Linked DNA regions of Sus scrofa: all the other regions are linked to region 1. The links are chromatin contacts, called in public HiChIP or PLAC-seq maps. All regions are on one chromosome and are shown on one strand. Each heading gives the region's core, a stretch centred on a gene start, on an enhancer-like site or on the middle of the called end of the contact. The rest is flanking DNA. Distances are from core to core; before and after follow the strand shown.

Region 1 (3,189 bases), core at 411-2,910:
ACAGCTCACGGCAACGCCGGATCGTTAACCCACTGAGCAAGGGCAGGGACCGAACCCGCAACCTCATGGTTCCTAGTCGGATTCGTTAACCACTGCGCCACGACGGGAACTCCATGACAAAGGTTTTGATTTGTTCATATAATGCTTATGAAATATGGTGACAGGATAAAGGTTGCACTGGTTTACAGGAGACAGACGTGAAAGTCTGTAATTACAAAAAGTGTGATTTAGAGAGACGCAAAGTGCTACAGAATGCAAAACATGTGCCAGAAACCTCAAACAAAACCCCAAAGGTAAAATTCAGAATACAAACAATGAAGTCACATAATCTAGACAGGTGAAGCAACAAGACTAAATAGGTCATCCGTAATCTAAGTTTTATGTCCCTCCTCTGCCCTTTCAACATATATCTGAAAGGAGTTTAACCTTTTCCCTTCAATGTGACTTTTTGTTTTTTTCGGAGCTCACTCCCCCTTTTTTGGATGCTTGGCTTGACATGGGATATGTTCCCAGATAAGGAACTGAACCCCAGCTGCAGCAGTGAAAGCACTGAGTCCTAACCACTAGACCACCAGGAACTCCCTTTAAGACAATTCTAAGCAAAACGAAGCCCCACTCTAAATCCAAAGGCAACTTGCCCTACTTCAATATTTGAACTATCATAGGAATTATAATTTCTCACATGTTCTAAAGACACTTGGTAATAACGAAAATAAACTGCCAGTTTGTTAGGTCCGAAAAATCACTCAGAATTTACCATTTGTATTCAAGTCCAAATCTTTCTAGAAAATTCCTGGTTTGCAAGCAATAAAACAATCAGACACTTTAGACCGACTAATCACGTTGTTTGTATGTTTCTGCCTTTCCTATTGTCTTATGTGTACTTCTAGAACCTGTAATAGTTTGTGCACAGGGTTCGGAAGCCTGGTGGTCCTTAGTGTGACCACTGGGCATGACCAACTTCTAAGGCTCAGCTCTTGGTCTGTATAATGGGATACTATCGTGCATAGGTGCTACACGAGGATTAAATTAAAGGAGGGTATGTATAAGGCCCTCTGGTGACCAACTGCTCCACAGCGTTACTGAAAGGGCCCGAAATGCATTCCTTGGTGCCACAATAATAGCTCAATTATGAACTACTATCATGAAAAGCACGCAACCTACCACAGGGTTAGGAGCATGGGCTCTGGCTGCAGCTGTGCCACCTAAAAGTATGACCTTGAGCTAGTTACTTATTTTTGTGAACGCAAAGCATAGAGGCTCCCAAACGGCCTGCAGGACACGGATCGACTCCCCCCCCCCCGTCCTCTCCACCCCCACCCCGCTTCGGCTGCGCCAAAAAGGGCAAAACCCTCTCAAGTAAGGAACAAAAAGCGCCCGCCCTCCCTTCCTTCCCGCAGAGCTGCTCGCCGGAGCCCCTGATTCAGCTTCTACAGTCTGGCCCAACTCCGCGCCGCCCCGAAGCGGGCGGCCGGGTTCTGCCCCATGCTTTCCCTCCCTCTTTCTCCAGCCGCGGAGCCGCAGGCGATACCTGGTTCGCCATGTCCTCCGACTGCGAGCAGCGAGAAGCGGACATCCGGCAGGGCCCGGGGAGGGTCGGCGATGTGGGCGGAGCGTGCGCGTGGCGCTCTTCTACCTCCGCCGGCGCCGGGGCGAGTGCGGAGCAGAGGTTTTCGGGGGACGTGAAGGGGCGGGCCTGGGACGTGAGGGGCGTGGCCTAGTGTGGGCGGAGCTAGAGCTGTAGTAGGAGGCGGGGGTCTCGCGGGAAGTAGGAGGGGTTCCGAGGAGGCTGAGTGGGGGTTCCCGCTGTTTGACTGGCATGACAGGCTTGCTGCGTAATGTTTGTCGGGAGAGAGTTTCCCTGTGTAACTGTAGCCCAGACAGCGCAGAGAAAGCTTACGAAGGAGAGATAGACAAGGTGAGAAACCAGGAATTTCACTGGGAGCCCATGAGAAGCCATGAGAGGACTGCACCACCTTCCCAGTCCTACACACCTGGCGCACAAGTCTCGAGCGCGCCAGATGAGGAAGATAGCGCTCCTCACAGCAGCCTCCGTCAGATGAGCTGTGAGGAGGGATAAGGGGACACAAAGCGGGCTCCTTTGGGAAATTTCCCAATGTCACCTTGAAAAAAACTCACAGTGGAAAAAACCTGTGAGTTGTTTACCCCATGTCTGACCGAGGACTGTGGACCTGGAGACAGCCCCTCAGGTAGTTCTGAGGAACTGGTCGGAGAGGCGGGGAAGAGGCCAGTGTATATATGAAAAATCATATATACACTGGGCTGAGCAGGTTCTTATAATCAAGCTTACATCTCCTAGATAAGTATGGGAAGATGGGAGAATCCAGGTTTTTAAAAAAGTTTGTCTTGAAATAGTTCTAATTTTCTTTTTTTTTTTCTTTTTCTAAGGCCGCACCCGAGGTACATGGAGGTTCCCAGGCTAAGGGTTGAATTGGAGCTGGAGCCGCTGGCCTACGCCACAGCCACAGCAACGCAGGATCCCAGTCGGTCTGAGACCTACACCACAGCTCACTGCAAGGCGGGATCCTTGACCCACTGAACGAGGTAAGGGATAGAACCTGCAACCTCATGGTTCCTAGTCAGATTCGTTAACCACTGAACCAGGACGGGAACTCCTACTTCTAATTTTCTAAGGGCCTGTTTTCCCAGAGCATGGAGTGCCTCTTCCCTGATCTTCCCCTGGATTTCCTTTCAGGGTGTGTCGTAGGTCTGCAACTGGGGGGGCTAATGACTCAGTCTCTGTAGACCTGCATGGTGGGCAGCATTCTTTGTTTTACACCAGGCTCCTGTTCCAGCTGTTGCTGCTGAAGGGTGAGTAGGAGTTTTGGTGGGAAATCCATAGGACATGAGGAGAGAACTTTGCCAGGAGGAGAAGGAGGCAGTGAAAAGTCTCTGGAACATGGGTGCATTTGATGTGTTTTAAGAGTGTTTAGAAAGAGGAAAGATAGAGTATTTGTCACTTTACTCTTAAACTCTGTTGTGGATGCTGTATTTTATTAAAATGAGTCGACTGGATAGACCACTCTTTTCTTTGTATCTCAGTCCTTTTTTTTTTTTTTTTTTTTTTTTTTGGCTCCTTTTCCTCAATATATACCTTAAGGGTTGGTGCTTTCAAAAATTCTGTCCAAAGTATTTCTCTTCACTCCACCTTCTCATTCACATTATGGT
Region 2 (3,189 bases), core at 415-2,914, 740 kb before region 1:
CGGCAGATATAAAGATGAGGTCATACTGGAAGAGTTGGGCCCCTAATCAAAAATGACTGGTGTGCTCATAAAAAAGAAAAATGTCAACAGACATGCCACGTGAAGGCTGGAATTATGCTCCCATACGCCAAGGACCTACCAGAGCTGGAGAAGACCTGGAATAAATCCTCCCTTAGTGCCTCTACTTGGTAGTGTAGTAGAAGAGTCAAGAGTCTGATTTGATTGTCTTGGGCATCAGAACAGTCTAATAACTTTGACATCTATAGTTACATTGTATTTTCTTGTTTTTCCAAACCTCTCCTCCTTTTTGTTTCATTTTTGTTTTAGAAAATCTGCCCTGCTCAACAAATTACAAGGCCTATTTTGACTTGTGTGCTTTGTAGTATCAGTCATATAAATGGAAACGGATCTGACTGTAAGAGGGCCGCTGATGAAGGGCAGGGAGCACCTTTTCTCAACATTGGGCTGAAAGAGTAAAAGTTGAAAAAGAGAAATTTCCATTTAGCTATTCAGCATCTCCCTCCTACAGGCTGTGCTACTGCCTGCGCCCTTTCCCCGCCTAGACCGTAGTTGCTGCCGCCTGGGGAGACCGACCTGACTCCTCACCCCAACCACCGAGAGTCGGGGCGCGACCAGAGTGCAGGGAACGGGAAGGTTTCCCCCAGCCTCCTCCCGCAGGGCGGAGGACGCAAGACCAGCCTCTGTCTCGCGCGCATGCCCAGTTGGGAGGGTGCCCTCAAAAGGGAGCGCCCAGCTCAGGTTGTCCCCGCCGCTGGGGAGGTGCGGGGAGCAGGCGCTGGCCCCGTGGTCCAAGGAAACTCCGGCGTTCGACCCGATGGGGCCGCAGCCAACTGGGCGGACTTTTGGTTTCCTGCCTTGGCAACCTGTTCCCGCCGCGTTTAAAGGGAGCGGGGCAAAGATGGGCACATCCGAGGAGGGTGGCGCCCGACGGCCAGGGCACCCTTGTGACATGGCTTTTCGGGTGTCCTCCGGGGAAAGGAAGGCCGCGCTCCCCTAGGAAGGAGAACGATACGCTCCGAAGAAATCCCGGGGCGGTCACTCCTCTCGCTGCCGGGAACCTCTTTTAAACTGGCCGCAGCCAGGACAGACTTAACTGTCCCACTGATGTGCCCGCTAATGTTAAGCGCCCTTCCCGCGGCCACCTCCCTTCTCTGTGCCCAGCGGGCCCACACGGCTGCTCTGAAAACAAGCGTCCTCAGATATCTGTCTCCAGAGGCGCTGGCCTCATCGCCAGCATGTCCATGCCGGCCCCGTTTCAGGACGACTGCCTTGCTTCCCGACCACCCTCCCGGGTCTGAGGCGGCCCAGGGTCTCCTCCTTCGGGAAATTCCCGCCTGTGCACCCGGCCTGTCGGGTAATGAAGACTGGCCCGTTTTCCGGGTGTGGGTTGGCCAGGTCGGGGTAGCGACCTGGAAGGTAATAGTTCGGGCACAGCGTCCCGGTACCCAGCCTGCCCAGGGCCTACCCTCCGCCCCTCCGGCGGCAGCCATCAAGCTCCTCCGCGGCGGCTGCAGCCGGCCCGCAAACACACGCCCACCCGCACGCTCAGATTGACTTGCCCCGGGGGGAAAAAAAAGGGAGGCACTGAGCATGCTCGGCGGGGAGGGCGGGGCGCTCCCGGAGTGCGCGTCGGGGCGGGCGCTCCTCCGGCCGGCTCGGCGCCTCCGCCGCCTGCCCGCTCCGAGCTGCGCCCGCCGCAGGCTGCGCCCGCCCCGCCCTACCCCGCCCCGCCCCCCGCCGCTCGTCCCCGCCGCGGCCGCGCTGCCTGCAGCAGCAGCAGCAGCGGCAGCAGCAGCGGCAGCACCAGCTGCTCCTCCCCGGCGGCCGCCCCCCGCGGGTCCCTCCCTGGTTGCGGGAGAGACAGAGGTAGAGGGAGGACACAGCGCCGCGCCGCCCGCACCGGAGACCTTCGCCTCGACCTGCCGGCTCCTCACCCTCTGGGAGGAACATGGGTAAGTCATCCTTCCTCCCCCGTCATCGCCTGACATATTTCTCTTTCTCGGCGTGGTGCAGGGTGGGAAGCATTTCTCGCGCAAAGTTGCCGGATTTCTCCAGTCCACCGGGGTGAGGCAGTGGCTGTTTCTCCGGGGAGAGTCGGCGCACGCGGAACGCACGCCGGGTCCCAGGGCTGGGAGGGTCCAGAGTGCGGGGTGGGGTCGGGCCGCGGGGCCGGACCGCCGCCCGGCTCTCGGGCACCTCGCTGCCTCGCCTCCCCTCCTCCATTCTTCCTGCCCGAGCCGGTGCCCGGGCACCACGGAGCCTGCCCCGCGGGCTCGCATCCGCTGCCCCATCCCGGTTTCTTCAGAGGCCGCCGGCTTCCTTCCCCTCGCGGCTGCTGGGCTGGAGACTCGGGTCCGACCGCTAGAAAGACCACTTCACGTAACTTCCCTGTCTGGGCGACCTTTCCCCATCTTGGGGACTGCTCATCCCGAGGCGGGGAAGTGGGAGCAAGTAGTTTGTGGGGGTGATTTTACAACCTGCACGGAAATTATTTTCGGTGGGGGAGAGCGGACAGTCTCATAGGTTGAAAGGATGACTTGTCAGAGGCCACGAGGAACGTGAGGCAGGATGGATAGAGCCGCTAGCTGTTGAATTCGTGTTGGGTGACTACAGTGTGCACTATTCCGGTGTTCAACGCATTTTCTTGGCTCCTTCGCCTGTCTCCTGTAGCACGAAACTGCACCCTGCCTGTCTGTAACATGGTACCGAACTTACATACTAGTAATGCTTTCCCAGCTTCCCTTGTCGGAATCTATATAATGCGATTTTAGTTCCTTCGTGTTTGTGATTAATCTTAAGAGTTTGGGATGAGATATTTAAGAGTTGGGATGAGATGTTTTACAAAGCTACATATAATTAATCCTACTTTTTCATAATATGTTGCTTCATTGTTAAGTTCAGTAATTGCAAAAACGTCTGGTGGCTACGGTAATGTGATTAAAAGACGAAACATTTTTAAAAATTGTAGCGGTTTGGAATGCCATGCTTCTGCCTGTTCCCCAGTTTGCTTCCATTCCTGTCATAGTTTCTTTCTTCTTTTTAAAATTTGCTCCTTTGGCACCTGTCAACTCAGACTTTCCCCACCCCTTCCTTGCAAGTTATTTTAAGCTTGAGATGAGTGTGGACCTTTTATCTGTCAGTCTGGTGCCCAACACGTCCAGAGTTAGG
Region 3 (3,189 bases), core at 367-2,866, 570 kb after region 1:
CCTTCCTGGGAAGTGTGGCAGATCCGCTAGTGATCCGCAAAACTCCCCTGCTCTCTCTTCCTGGCACACTGCCGCCTGACACTTCCAGGTTCTGTTAGGTTGGGTAGAAGGCGATGATAAGTTGTCTTTAGCGGAATGCGAGCGCTCTGAAGATTTATATTTATTCAATGAAAGTGGGAGTAAATGATAAAATACAATTGCAGGAAGAATCATTTTTGGGTATAAAATTGGGAAGTTTTTGTTTTTTAGGGCTGCACCTGTGACATATGGACATTCCCAGGCTGACCCGCTCTCTGCTGTGTCCACGTTCAGCCCCTCCCTGGCCAGGATTGGCCTCTGTTGCAAGTGGACACTGTGCTTCTCTCCAAACCAACAGTAGCCAAAAGAATTTTAAATATTGATGTACAGTCAGTTCCATGTGTGTTATCAGAGCTTCGTCTCCCCGAGGCTATCTCCAGACCCTCAGGAATTTCTCCCTGGCAATCAGAGTAAGCCAGGGTCTCCCAAATCACTGACAATGGAGGTCATAGGGAAAGACTGTAAGAACAGCTAGAAGAACTCCAGGGGCAGACCGACCTCTCCTCTTGGAACAGCTCTGCTCTGCTGTCTTAGTGTCCTAGAAGGCAACCTCCTCAAATGTCACCCCCACGGGAGTCAACCTGAGGCTCTTACTCAAAGGCAGGTGCTGGTTCAGAAGCACTGGGATGAACCACAATTTGGATGCTGCCGGTCCTCAGACAGCACTGCGAGAAGCAAGACAGGGCCCAGTGGTAAACCCTGAGTGAGTGAGGGGCAGAGAGAGAGAGGAAGGTTCTCTCCTGCAGGTACACAGAGAAGGCAGGAAGCATCATATGACCTTTGTTCGTTTATTGCTGTGCTTTGTCTGATTCCCCGGGATTCAGAGTGATGGCAATTTCCCTTTGGAAACTCTCTACAGCTGGCATTGTCTACACAGGCATCTGGACACAAAACAACGCCAGTTGTGAGAAAGCCCAGGACAGGAAGCAGAATTCGGAGACTAACCTGCCTTGTTAGCTGGGCTTTCCCTACCTTCTTCTTAATTAATCCTTCCTCCAGGAGGAATTGCTGACTGTCTCTGAATCATGCTCAACCTGATATAGTGGAAAGCTTGGATGATGGAAGCAGGTCTCAGAATTGAATTCTGCCTTCACAGGGTAATAGATACAACAGCTAGATTTTTCAGTAAGCTCTCCTTATTGGGAATCGGTACTCTAGCACATCTCTTGCCTTCTAGACTGATTCCCAAACAGCAGAAGTGAAATGTCGCTGAGCATCTGAAACAAGTGTCACAAAGTCCAGGCACTAGAAAGAGCTAAAAACCAGACTTCAGAATGGAAGCTTAGCCGTTCCAGTGGTTTGCTTCCCTAACAGCAAGGTTCCTGATCCCGTGTTCCCCGTGGTGGCGTGTGAGACGCAAGGTGGGGGTGATGGATTTCATCCTCCGCAAACCAGAGGCAGAGAACCCTGAGGTGAACCTGTGGTTTCTTTTTTTTTTTCCCCCACGAGGCGAGTCTGGCTTCACGGTCACTCCCAGGTGGAGCAGTTTCACCTTGACTTCCTCTGCCAGAAACTGCCTGGTGCGTGAGGCTGTGTGGGTGTCCTCAGAGGGACGTACCCAGGTCTGCCTGCTTCCTGACTGATACGACTCTCCTGGCTGTGCCTCGGGGCCAGGGTGCTGAGCGACAGTGGGAGGAGTAACCAAGTTTCACTTCCTTGCTGGCTGGAGGCTCAGAGCCGCGGCTTCTCCCTCCCGGCAGAGGGGAGCGTGCCTGGAGCCGCCGAGCCCTCTCCCTCTTAACCCAGCACCTGGAGGGGCTTAGCGGACGCGAGGGGTGCGAATGGGCAGGGCCGAATCTCCAGAAGGGGAGATGAGCACCCAGGACCCTTTGGATCTGTGGAGCAGGTTGGATGGAGAAGCTGAGCCGCTCCAGGACTTGGGGTAAGAGGGCAGGACCCCTTCTCAAAAGTGCTTCTTGGGGGAACCTCAACGCCCCCCCCCCCGCTCCCACCCGAGTGCTCGCTTGGGTGATGATGACGGTCAGCACCCCTTTGCTCCCTGACACCCCAATCTTCTGTCCTTTGCACCTGACTCATCCAGGTCTGTTGGGGGCCAGTGCCATTCCGGAAGCATCTGTTATCTTTCCAGATGTGAAAACAAGGAGGTGGATAGAATGGGACCAAAATCAAAGGGGGGACATGCGTTGCCATGGGGACAGAATCCGGCTGTAGGTGGTGTACCTGGCTTTCCCAGCTGTTAATCTGGTGTGGGAATAAATGTGCTGTGGTTCTGGGCTCCAAACTACAGAGCATAAAGACTGTCATACTTGCGGGTAAGATAGAAAGCCTAGAGCCTGCTGCAAGGGACAGGGACTTTTTCAAAAGAGAAAGAATGAGGAAGTGTCTGTGGAAGCGGCCCATGTGTATTTCTTTGTCCTGATGCTGCGTTTGTGAGCTCTAGTGTGTGTGCAAGTCTGTAAGGGCAATTTTGAGCCTTTTAAATATTAACAAGTCAGGAAGGCAATAAACATTATGCCCCAAGCAGATTTTATGTCCTGGTAGGTGGAGTCATCCTAGCCTTGTCTTTAAGAAGGGACCAGATGAGACAACTTATCCAAGTAGGTCACACAAGAAGCAAGAATTACACAAGAGTGGAGTAGGGGATTTCCTAGAGAAACTGACCTTTTTGCCCTGAAACACTGGGAGCAGCCTGGAGAGGCTGGTTTTGACACCTGTGATTCCGGAGAGGCAAGACCTGCACCTGCTGTCTTATTAAACAGTGCTCATCTTCACAGCCACCCAAAGACATAGGCGCTACTCGCATTTCCATCTCTCAAAGGAAGAAAACGAGCACCAGAGGGATTGACTATCTGGCGTACAGCCGTATGTCAATTACACTGTCAAGTTGGGATTGCAACCTGCCCAGGTCTATGTCCTTAACCAGAGAAAAACTGCAATAGTGATGGGATCTCTTTGCAGAGGAGTTACCGCTGTGGCGCAGTGCGTTAAGAATCAGACTGCAGTGGCTGGGGTTGCTGTGAAGGTTTAAGTTTGATCCCCAGCCGCTGGCACAGTGTGTTAAAGGATGTGGCATTGCCACAGCTGAGGCATAGGTTGCTGGGATTCGATCCCTAGCCTAGGAACGTCAGTATGCCACAGGTGCAGCCATTT

Evidence for each region. HiChIP or PLAC-seq counts read pairs in DNA pulled down with a chosen protein or histone mark.
Region 2: an H3K27ac HiChIP or PLAC-seq map of alveolar macrophages shows a contact between it and region 1. The contact joins the promoter of RAP1GDS1 here to the promoter of ADH5 in region 1. A contact is called at or near these places in 2 of 2 datasets of contacts at active chromatin or transcription factors (alveolar macrophages and skeletal muscle).
Region 3: an H3K27ac HiChIP or PLAC-seq map of alveolar macrophages shows a contact between it and region 1. The contact joins the promoter of DAPP1 here to the promoter of ADH5 in region 1. A contact is called at or near these places in 2 of 47 Hi-C or Micro-C datasets (embryonic fibroblasts and epiblast stem cells) and 1 of 2 datasets of contacts at active chromatin or transcription factors (alveolar macrophages).

Annotation. Positions count from the first base shown.
Region 1 is chr8:121,265,265-121,268,453 of Sscrofa11.1, reverse strand. ADH5 (alcohol dehydrogenase 5 (class III), chi polypeptide) reads right to left here and starts at 1,660. Exons shown (of 9, transcript NM_001244833.1): 1 at 1,532-1,660. The coding sequence starts at 1,576. C8H4orf17 reads left to right here and starts at 1,756. Exons shown (of 17, transcript XM_021101734.1): 1 at 1,756-1,918; 2 at 2,410-2,565.
Region 2 is chr8:122,005,967-122,009,155 of Sscrofa11.1, reverse strand. It overlaps RAP1GDS1 (rap1 GTPase-GDP dissociation stimulator 1), which reads left to right and starts at 1,664. Exons shown (of 14, transcript XM_021101742.1): 1 at 1,664-1,973. The coding sequence starts at 1,970.
Region 3 is chr8:120,699,880-120,703,068 of Sscrofa11.1, reverse strand. It overlaps DAPP1 (dual adapter for phosphotyrosine and 3-phosphotyrosine and 3-phosphoinositide), which reads left to right and starts at 1,616. Exons shown (of 9, transcript XM_013979010.2): 1 at 1,616-1,960. The coding sequence starts at 1,860.